Regions from separate parts of the Gossypium hirsutum genome. Here region 1 is linked to region 2. Evidence: chromatin contacts called from public Hi-C data. All regions are on one chromosome and are shown on one strand. Each heading gives the region's core, a stretch centred on a gene start, on an enhancer-like site or on the middle of the called end of the contact. The rest is flanking DNA. Distances are from core to core; before and after follow the strand shown. Region 1 holds the start of LOC107945421 (pentatricopeptide repeat-containing protein At5g65560). Region 2 holds the start of LOC107945425 (KH domain-containing protein HEN4).

Region 1 (6,107 bases), core at 1,052-3,551, 410 kb before region 2:
CCAGCATCAAACATACATTTGAGAACATCAAATGCAGAATGCATCAATCCCAGGCATCCATATGCATCTAGAAGTAATGTGTATGTCAAAGAATCAGGAAAAACTCCTTCTTCCTTCATCCTAATCATCATATCCTCTGCTTCTTTTAGTCTCCCTGAACCACAATATGCACGAATAAAAGCAGTATAGGTTAATACATCAGGTTGACATCCTGAGGAAATTAGTTGATCAAGATTCCCATGCGCATGATCGAAGTCACCTTCTTTAAGCATCCATTTGATGAAAATTGTATAGGTATCTACCGTAGGCTTCACACCCATCCCTGCCATCTTTTTCACCGTCGACAATGCTTCCTTCATATTTTTCATGTTGCACAACCCATCTATAATGGCATTGTAAGTGCATGAGTTTGGCAAGCAGCCCTGATTAATCATTCTATCAAGCAAATAATTAGCATCTTCAATTTTCCCAACCTTGCAGTATCCATCAATCAAAGCAGTATATATAACTTCATTTGCTTTTAAGCTTTTCTCCTTGAGAGAGTCAAAGAGATTACGAGCTTCTTCTATCCTATCAACTTTACAAAGGGAGTCAATAAGAACACTGTAAGTCCATTGGTCAGGAACCAAACCATTCTCCTTCATCATCTCAAGCAGCCTAAAGGCATTATCCAACTGCCCCATTTTACATTGCCCATGAATTAATGAATTATATGTGACCACATTAGGTACCAGCTTAAGTTCAAGCATCTTATCAAGAAATGCCATTGCCTTGTGAACATTCTTCTTACAAAACCCAGCTATCAATTCATTATAGGTTCGCTCATTGGGAAAACAATTATTAGACTCCATCGTACCCAAAACTTCCAATGCAGCCTCCATTGCTCCATGTTTGCAGTATCCATCAATCAAAGCATTGTAGGTGACCACACTTGGAACCAGCCCTTTCCCTAACATCCTACCTACCATTTCCCTTGCCTCATCAACCTTATTGTCTTTACATAAGCTATCAATGATTACTGTATAAGTATGAGCATTCGGCTCACACCCTTTCTGTGACATTTCCTTGAACAATTTTATTCCTTCTGGCTTCCTCCCGGTTTCACACAATCCAAAAATAATCACAGTGTATGTACGAACCGTAGGATAACAAAAATCCTCCCCCATCGCCTCAAACAACTTAATAGCCTCATCAACCCGTTCAGCCTCACATAGACCGTGAATAAGATTCGTATACGAAACCTCATTTCTTCGACAACCCTTACTTGGCATCATTCTAAAAATCCTAAATGCGCTATCTACATCCTTATTCCTACAATGCCCCAATATTAACGAAGTATAAGTAAAGGTATCGGGATTTAATCCCGCTTGGACGATTTTAGTGACATAGCGTTGAGCCTCAACCACATTCCCAATCTTACAATAACCATTAACCATAGTATTCCAAGTAAAAATATTGGGTGAAACCCTATTGTTCAACATCTCACTATAAACGGATTTCATTTCATCAATCATCAAGAATTTCGATAACGACATCAACAAAAAATTGTAGGATCTAAGGGAAAGCTTAAAACAGGAATGAAGTTGCTCATTCTTATTCATTTCCATTATTAATTCAAAAACGAACCGGGATTCGTGGATGGAAGCGGAGGATTTGATCATGGCGAGGCGTATTTTGTCAGCAGGGCCGAAGAACTTGTAAGCAACAAGGATGTTCAAAAGGGCAGAATAGGAATAAACAGAGTGTTTGAAAGTGGGTTTCTGGGAGATCCAATAGGAGAAATCGAGAGCAGTTTGGGGGAGAAGATAAGGGTTGAGGGAGAAGAGGGAATGGACATGGGAAGGGGAAATGGAAGGGAGGAGTTTAGGGAGGGAAGGGTGCTTTTGCCAATTGGGTTTGGAGAGAATGGAGTGAAGGAGCAAAGGGAGATCGTGATCGGGTGGCTCAGGGTCTATGGGAAGAGATGAAGGGAATGACGAGAAGGGTTTGGTGAGGAGGAAGCAGCGGAAATGGAAGGACTCAACATGTTTCATAATAGCCGCCGGCGTTCTCATCGTGGAGGTTCTGATGGTGGCGATGATGGAGGATCCATTCATGGAAATGATTGATAAGAAGAATCACGGAAGCGGCTGGAGTTTAGGTAATGGAGGATTGATTGATTAGGTAGGATGCACTGAGATAAACGTTTCCCAGGCGTGCTTTGGGTTTTGGGCTGCGTAATTTGGGCTTCCCTAATAAAGAATCGTTAATTTCATTTTAATATTTTCATGTTTGTTTTATGCTTTATGTTTAGGATGCCCCTTATAATAATGTCCTTTTTAAAGTTTAAACATGTGTTCTCTTATTAAGAATATAATGTGTCTTATCACTGTACTTAATATTTCATAAAATGCAATAAATTTAAATTACAATATTTTTTTGCATAAAATACAATAAAACAATAAAGTATAATAATAAAAACATGATATAAAACGAGTTTGCATCTTTCAATCAGTTTGTGGGTTAATTGATTTAATGTTTTATTCAGATCGATACTTTAACTGATCCTCAATCCAACCAACTGATCCAGTCTGATTCTAAAAATAGTTAGAAATAGACATTTCTAAAGGTTTGATTCTCAAAATTTTCAGTTTATGTTTGAAGCAGATCTCAATTTTTAGACAAACTAAAATTTCCTTTTTCACAATTTGTTAATTTGAAAGTAAGTGTAACTTTTAAGGTTAATTAAAAAAAATTGACCCATCCCACGAAACTAAAAATCTCTTTCTGCTCCCAAGAGTGCTTTACGTAGAGTCCTAGAGAAAATAGTTACTGCGGCTTGGGATAGAGGAAAGCGGTGGTGAGAATAGAGAGGGGAGGGATGAGATCTCTCTCCTAGCAGAAGAACTCATCCAATTATCAGTCAAGGGGTCGGTGGTGGTACCAAATTCTAAACCAACGCTGATATGCACAGTTTGGACAGAAAAGCTTTACAACCCAGAAAGCTTTAGGGCACAAATGAAAAGTATATGGAAGACAAGGAAAAAGTTTGAGATCCAGCGGGTGGGGCAAAATCTATTTTTGATAGTGTTTGATTTGGAAGATCTGGAGACGATTATGGAGGGGAGACATTGGCTTTTCCGTAAAAGTATTATTTTATTCAATAGGTTAGTTTAGGAGGTGGAAAGAGATCAAATTAGTCTAAATTTAGTTTAGGAGGTGGAAAGAGATCAAATTAGTCTAAATTCTTCACCGCTTTGGATAAAAATTGATTCGTATTTACCAGAATTTGATAAGAAAGATCCCTTGCATGCAATTGGTGTTACGTTTGGGGGGTTATCAGATTTGAAATTAACGATGCTTGCTGTCGACTCAGAATCAATTTGGATGTTCGGAAACCACTACGCCGAGGTATTTTTGTCTCTAGTATTAATGTTAATAAAACGTGGGTTCCTTTTAAGTACGATAATCTACCGACATTTTGTTTTGGATGTGGAAGAATGGGGCACGGGATAACAGATTGCACTCAAATAATACCTGCAAGAAAAAGAAAAATTAGTATTGATCCACCTTATTCGTTGGCTTTAAAAGCAGAATCAAAATTAGTTGGAAAAGAAAGTATGAAACTTAATGCTATGACGAAGAAGGTGGGGGTTCAAAGCTCTTACACAGGAGGAAAAGTAGTGTTGATAGAAAATTCTAAGATAATGGAAAAATAGAATAACGAGATTCGGGAAGTACAGGAGTATATGGAATTGATGGGAGGGAAAGAGATGATAAATGAGCAGGGAAGCATATTTGGGTTAGAAGAGGCTAAGAAGGCAAATAGCAGCAAGGTACAAGAGTGTAAAAACGTAAACCATGAAAAGAAAACAAGCTGGAAAAGAATAAAACCAATGGCCACGGTGATACAAACAAAGGCTGAGAATAGTGTGGGAAAGAAGAAGTCCCCAGAATGAGATCTTGCAAGGATTGACAAGAGAGATGTTGAGGTGGACGGAACTAAAAGATTAAAAAAAGATGATGTCGAAAGCTGTGATAGAGCCTTCTCAAAAGTGATGTTAGACAGTTCTGAGCAATTGGAAATACAAAATTTATTGAGATCGGCGGCTACCAAGAGGCAAGCTGACCGAACACAATGAAAATCATTAGTTGGAATGTTTGTGGATTGGGAAGTCCATGGACAGTAAGGAGGCTGTGTTTTTTCCTAAAACAGCACAATCCCCAGATGGTCTTCTTAATGGAGACAAAGCTAGATAAGCAACGCATGGAAAAACTCAGAAGAAGATATAGTTTTATTAATGGAATTGATATTGAAACAGAGAGTTCGCTAGGAGGACTATGTTTAGCATGGAAAGGAGACACTGAAATAAGCTTACAAAGTTATTCTAGGAATCATATTGATATTATGGTTAAAGAAGACAATGATGAAGCAGAATGGAGGTTCACGAGGTTCTATGGTTTGCCCTATGTTAATAATAGCAGTGCTACGTGGAATCTGCTAAAGAAATTGGGGCAAGACAGAAGTCATCCATGGTTGGTAAGTGGTGATTTTAATGAGATCATGTATTCTTATGAAAAATGTGGGGGTGAACCTAGGGAAGAGAGTAGAATGGAGGCCTTTCGAGAGGCTTTAGAATAATGCCTACTAGAAGACTTGGGATATTTGGGGGTTTGGTTTACTTGGGAAAGAGGAAATTTACCAGAGACAAACACTAGAGAAAGACTTGACAGCGGAGTGGCAAATGACAAATGGAGGCAATTATTTTCAACATGTAACATCAAACACCTAACACACTCAATGTCTGACTATTGCCCACTTCTTATAAACACAAAATGTAGAAATTCTTATAAGGGCAATTCAAAATTTAAATTCGAGGAGTGGTGGCTCATGGAGGAAACTATTGAGGAAGTAGTTAAAGAATCTTAGGAGTCAGGAATAGGTATAGTTGCTGAAAAACTCAAAAGACTACAAGCAAACTTAAAAATATGGGCAAAATCAATAAAAGAACGGCGAGAGGGATTGAAGAAAAAGCTTACAAAGCAACTTGATACGTTAATGGTGTAAGAAAGGACTGACGACACAATGGCAAAAGTCATTGATACCAAAATCCACCTGAATATGGAAATTGATAAAGATGAAATTCACTGAGAACAAAGGGCAAGGGCAAATTCGCTTAAAGCAGGAGATAGGAATTCGACTTTCTTTCATAGGTTTGCCACATATCGAAGAAACATTAATACCATATCAAAGTTAGAACTTGATGGAGGAGGAGAGATTACCGAAGTTACTAAGATTAATGAAGCTACTACTATGTACTTTCAGAAGTTATTCACGTCAAATGGAGTAGGAGACCCTTTTTATCTTCTAACGGGCATTAAAAGTAATATTCCGATAGGAATCAACAGAATTCTGATGTGAAAATACACAATAGAAGAAGTCTATGAGGCTCTGAAAGGAATGGGACCCACTAAAGCATCAGGACGTAATGGTTTTCCAGTAATTTTCTTTTAGAAGTATTGGCACATTGTAGGTAAGGAAATTTCTAACTTTTGTTTGGGAATTCTAAATAATGGGGAAAATTTTGGACCTTTTAATCAAACAGAGATCGTGTTGATTCCAAAAATTCCTAATCCCACTAGCCTAGCTAATTTCAGACCCATTAGTTTGTGCTCAGTTTTTTATAAAATGGTGGCAAAAACAATTGCAAATCGACTAGAAGTAGGTATTGGAAGATGTATTGATGTGGCTCAAAGTGCGTTCGTCCTAGGAAGGCTAATTACAGATAATGTGCTTTTTGCGTATGAGATTTTGCATACATTTCGACAAAAGTGCAGGGGAAAAAAAGGATACATGGCAATAATGCCTGATATGAGTAAAGCTTATGATAGGGTAGAATGGGGCTATATAAAAGAAGTCATGTTAAGAATGGGTTTTGCAAAGGAATGGGTGGAGCTGGTTATGAAATGTATATCTACAACGTCCTATGTAGTCAATACAAATGGAGGAAGTGGACGAAGCTTTAAGTCGACAAGAGGATTACGACAGGGAGATCCTCTAAACCCTTTTCTATTTTTAATGTGCAGCGAGGGATTATCATCATTGATGAGATTGGTAATGAAGGAAG
Region 2 (5,787 bases), core at 1,904-4,403:
GAATAACTTTGCAAACTAACCACACAACTTTGTAGCCAACCCAATGATAATCCTCCTCTAGAACCCACTACACCCACATCGATTTCATTAGGAAATCCACACTTCCTCCTAACTACTTCTATCATTCTCGAGCTAACTTTTGTTTCCATAAGAAACATAATTTTGGGACAAATTTCTCTCAACTTATTCTTAAGACGATTTATAGCCCATGGTTTTCCTTGCCCAGAAACATCCCAACTTAGGGTTTTCATTACGCTCACCACCCTGCATTGTAGAGCTAGCCGATCTATCTTGACCTTCCCCTACCACCCCAACATCACCATTGAACAAATCAACAGAGGTTACTCCAAGTGTTCGTTGTCTTTTTTTCTTATCAACAAATTGAATAGGACATTCTTCACCATCAGAGCCCAACTTTATAAGCCTAGAATCATTAGGCTCATTAATATTCAAGTTATTCTCCCAGTTAGATACTCTTTCCTTTGCTTTAACCGATTGGAATCTTATGGACCTTAGAAATTTTGATTGCGATTTGGATAGAAATCCATAACGTTATCCCAAAAATTACACCCGTTCATACTCCTATTCTTATCCAATCTCTGGCTCACCGTTTCATCCGGCTTCCGTAACCATCAGCTAACCAACGAGGATCTTCTTCTCACTAGAGCACGTAACGAAATATCCCAACCAAAAATGATCTTAGCTAGATCTGTCCTCACCCTAACTGGGAAAAAACTCTCCCCACGACCAAGCTTACCATAGAGAAAACAAAATAGGCTAAGCTTTTCATACTTAAACCTAGCATATACCGTCCTACTAGCTCCTAACACAATCTTTTTTTTACGCTTCAATAGAAGTCGAACATCTAGTTGAACCTTAATCCTCATATACCTCTTTGCACAATAAATTAAATCTTCGCATCATAATCAAGAAAACTACCCAGAAAAGAACCAAATTGTCGCACCATTGCTTCCGACATCAAACCCAGAGACAAATCGTGAATCTGCACCCAAAGCTCCACATAAATCATGGCAGCGTATTCGGATCCTCCCTTGCTTCTCACATTGGTGCTTTGCAGGCCCTAATCTGTTCGACCACTTGTTGGGGAAGCACCATTGATAACTATTGTGTATTCCATATACCATATGATAAAGTCGCATCACAACTCAAGTTGCTTCATCAAGAATCCCATGACCATTAAAATGATATTTTAAAGGTCCCACTTCTCTTACCCAATCATCATTCCAAAAGTTAATCACTTCCATCTTTTATCACTCAAAACAATCCCTTCTTGACCTTGTCCCAAACATTAGATAATGAGTTCCAAAGATAGGAACAATTAGAAGGAGTAATACTATCTGGAATCAGTCTATGTATTCATTGTGTTAAGAATTATTGAATACATTTATATATATTTGACACATTATGTATTAATTAAATGGTGAGCGAATGATCATTAAACAATTCCTCAATATAATTTTATACACTTCATGTTAATTAAATAATAAGTTAATCATTTATTTCCATATTAATCTAAAATGTTAAAATTTTAAAAATTATGATTATTTAATTAAAATTATTATACTTTAATATTTATTACTATCATAACTTAATATTTAAAATCATTATATATTAAAATTTTAGGATTGCTTTTATTTTTTAAAATGTAAATAAATTTTTTTATTAAAAAATAAAATTAGGGCCTATTTGTTTCACTGAAAATAGCTTTTGAAAAATGATTTTTGAAAAATGACTTACTTTCTTGAAAAAGTTAATATTTTCTGTTGTTTGATAGATTTCTTAAAAATATCTCATAAAAGCTGTTTTCAATTAAACAAATATACTTTGAGATTTTCTTATCTTTTTATTGTTTAATTGAGTTTATTTTATATATATAAATTTATATTTTACATTGACTATGCATATATTAAAAATATTTTGTTAAATTCAAGTTTATTACAATGTCATTTTTAGTTAGATGACTATCAAGTGAGTATTTTTTATTTAAAAATGTGACATCAACAAAATTGATAAAAAAATTTAACAATGTCAACAATTGAACTTGATTTTCAAATCTGAGAAGTAGATGGACTAAATTCTTGAAAATAACAGTACAGAGGCTAAATTACAAATTTATGAAGAGTACATAGACTTATGACATATTTTAAATTTTATACTACAAAACATTTATTACTAATATATTTATAATTGTAATAAATATTTATTATTAAAATATTAATATTGAATATTTTTAATAATATGTGAAGAATATTATTTAAAATTTATTATTAAAATAATAAATTATATTAATAATTTATTATAATAATTAAATATGTATATTTAATAATATTAAAAAATATAATATTTTATATTAATATTTTAAATATTTTAAAAAATAAAAATAAATTTATTACCAATATAATAAAATTTATTACCTATATAATACTTTAAAAGGGTAAGTAATTTTACAAGAAAAAAACTTATTTTACGTTGACCTATAAGTTATTTTCTGTTGACTAAGTTGTTTTCTGTGAAACAAATACAGGAAAATACAAAAAATATTTTCCGTAAAACCTTTTACATGTAAACAAACGAACCCTCAATAGATAATTAGAAATGAATTTTTAATGCCTATATAAATTTATAAGAATATTTAAAATATAATTAATTAATTATTTTTCTATATATGCCACAATGTATTCTTTTGGTGAAAGAAAAACATTACGAAACTAAGTTACACGAAAATAATGAGGGATGCAAAAATTTCTCTTTATCTGCTTTAAGAAATGCTAAAGCGTCTTTTGGAAGGGCCTCAACCAGTTATAAAACATATTTTCTTTCAAAAGTCAATTTGGCTAGATAATCAACACTTTGATTCTCCTCCCTAAAAATGTATCGTAAAGTCTATTAACTTTCTTGAGACAATATGCAGTGTATCCTTTTGATCAGTGCAGAGTTTGATATCTTCGAAACACTACCGTATATAGCTTTAACTATTTGATTGAATAACTACCTTACCATGGTCTTTTCAATGAATAAGTTTTAAACTATCTAAAATACCCAAAATTCTACATAAAAAATCGAATAATACCTTAAATATATATCCAAGAATCCAATCTCTATTTTTATCGCGCTAACACTAAATAAAAAATAAAGACAGTCATTTCAAACATTAAATAAAGTGAAATGAAGTCAAATTAGCCAAATTTAAGGAGTGAAATAATTTCTCTTTTTCCATTTTAATTCTCTTGCCAATTATTCCGACATATCATGAGAATTTTCTTTCAGAAATCCACAAAGAAAGCTATTTCTACTTTTCATTTATTCCCAAAGCTGAATACTCGGTCGCAACTCAGTCACTCCCCTTCTCTAATTCATACACCGCGTTTCCCATTTTCTCCGTTGCACTCACTGAGTCACCATCCTGTCTTTTGTCATCTTCCAAATGCAAAACTCCTATAACCATCGGAGGGGACGCCAAGCCCCACCGCCGAAGATCGTTCCCTTGCCGGGCCAGGTGTCATTTCGTGTAATATGCCACGCATCATCCATCGGCGGATTCATCGGGAGCTCCGGCGCCGTTGTTTCTCAACTTCGCCGCGAGACTTCCTCTAGAATCCACTGCGAAGAATCTGTCGGCGGGTCGGATCACCGAGTTATATTGGTAGTGGGGTCGGGATCGGTCGAAAGACAGTTTAGTTTGGGTGAGGGAGAAGTATGTTACGTTTCGTGTGCTCAGGAAGCAATGATTAGGGTCTTCCAGCGCGTGTGGGAAGTGGAAGCGGAGAGAGAGTGGGGAAACGCGTGCGATGGTGAGGATGAAGAAGCTTACTGTGGTGTGCTGGCTGAGACGGCACAAATTGGTTTCGTTGTGGGGAAAGGAGGGAAGAATATTGTGAGAATGAGGACAGAGAGTGGAGCGAAAATTAGGATTTTGCCGCCGCCGCCATGCGGAAGAAAAATTGATCAGTTAATTCAGGTAAGAGGTTGTTTTTAATTGTTTGTTTGGTTCTCGAGAAAGTGAAAGAAAATATAAATAATTGTAACAATATAGCACGTGTGAATGCCTGGTAGTGTGGCCTGAACTAAATGGGCTCCCATATGTAACATACAGAAAAAAACAGGGATATTGATGAAACTTCTGTTCTGAATGTGAAAATGGTGGTGGTTAATTGTGGTTGTACTGCTTCAATTGAACGAAGAACTTATAAACAAGCATTACGAATTATCGTTGAATGTAGTTAATATCACTATAACTTGTTTGTTTGATTAGTTTTAGTAATTTGGCAGATAACTGGTGGTACTTTGGCTGTGAAGAAAGCGCTGGTTGCTGTATCTGGCTATCTTCAAGCTTGCCCATCCACGGACAAAGAGCCAACGCAGATGAGTATGCCTACTGAGCAACCTTCACGTGGAACCTCCCCTAATTCAGGCGAAGAACTTTTTCCGCATCTTAGTTCGCTTTTCCCACCCATGCTTGAAAATTTGGTGAGAGGTGTTTCTAATGCCAACTTTTCGTTGGTGGTTGGTGATGGAGATCCCAAACCGGATTCAGATCGTACTCAAAAAGTTGTCTTTAGAATGCTTTGTTCCAATGGTGCTGCTGGGGCCATCATTGGCAAGAAGGGTGCCATTGTCAAAGCTTTGCAAAATCAAACTGGTGCTTCTATAATGTTTGAGTCCCTGGAAACCGATCATCGTGATCGTGTTGTCACCATTTCTGCCTTGGAGGTTAGTCTCAAAGCTGATTGCAGAGGTTTTCCTAATGCCAGTAGTTTTTTATAGACAGCATTGCCTGTGCATACCTTCTGACTTGAAACGGCTTTTGTTTACTGTAGAACCTTGAATCACAGTATTCTCCTGCACAAAATGCTGTTGTTCTTGTATTTGCAAGATCCGTTGAAGCTGACATTGAGAGAGGATTTCAGTCAGTCCTGATTAAGGGCACTCCTGTGACTCTTAGGCTTCTAGTTGCTTCCAACATTGTCCACTGCTTGAAGGACAAAGAAGGTAGGGTACTTTTTGAGATTGCAGAACTCACTGGCGCTGACATACAAGTCTTGATTGAGGAGCTATCACTGGGCCATTCTCCGGAGAATGTAGTACAGGTGCAAATGTTGTTTCTTTAGCAAGTGTTTATGTTTGTTGAAATGTAGGAAGGATTAACTGAGTTCCCATTGCTTCTCATTTAGTATAATTAACATTTTCATTTTGAAACCCTATTTTTTAAATATAAGAAGAATAATTTTTAGCTCCATGGGCAATTTCCCCCTTTTGGTGTGCAGTATAAGTCCTCATTCTTCCATCATTTTGGTGATCAATATCAATATCATAACTTCATTTGATAATTTAACTTTTAGAATCATGGAAGTCTAATTGTGTTTTAACTCAAGATTGTCAATACCTTGAAGATGATTCAAATTAGTTGGTTTCATCCTGATTACAACAAGCGGCTATATTTTCAGGCTCTTGAATAAAATTCACTTTCTGTTTGTTACTTCAACAAGTGATGAAGTTTTGGGTGCCACCCTGATAATCAATTTCTTCTTCAAGGAGATTTCGTTGTTGTTTTACTTCTATCTTTGCAGATTACTGGCAACTATAAAAGCGTGCAGAATGCCATCTTTCAAGTTACTAGTAGACTAAGGGATAATCTCTTGCCACATGAAGTGCTGAATGAAAATAGAGTGAGCAACTGCTACGGAGAAGTAACGGAGACAGGTCCGTCTCAAGTTCTCCAACCAACAAGCTCAATATTAGATAATGATAATGGACCTAATTTAGCTC

The links. Hi-C and Micro-C count contacts between places; a contact is called where the count stands out from the background.
Region 1: a Hi-C map of fibers shows a contact between it and region 2, with 4 times the contacts expected there. The contact joins the promoter of LOC107945421 here to the promoter of LOC107945425 in region 2. A contact is called at or near these places in 20 of 34 Hi-C or Micro-C datasets (anther, callus, fibers and 5 more).

Annotation. Positions count from the first base shown.
Region 1 is chrD12:21,039,868-21,045,974 of Gossypium_hirsutum_v2.1, reverse strand. It overlaps LOC107945421 (pentatricopeptide repeat-containing protein At5g65560), which reads right to left and starts at 2,301. Exons shown (of 4, transcript XM_041108543.1): 1 at 1-2,301. The coding sequence starts at 2,096.
Region 2 is chrD12:20,629,781-20,635,567 of Gossypium_hirsutum_v2.1, reverse strand. LOC107945425 (KH domain-containing protein HEN4) reads left to right here and starts at 3,153. Exons shown (of 8, transcript XM_041106585.1): 1 at 3,153-3,979; 2 at 4,291-4,731; 3 at 4,839-5,108; 4 at 5,589-5,787. The coding sequence starts at 3,446.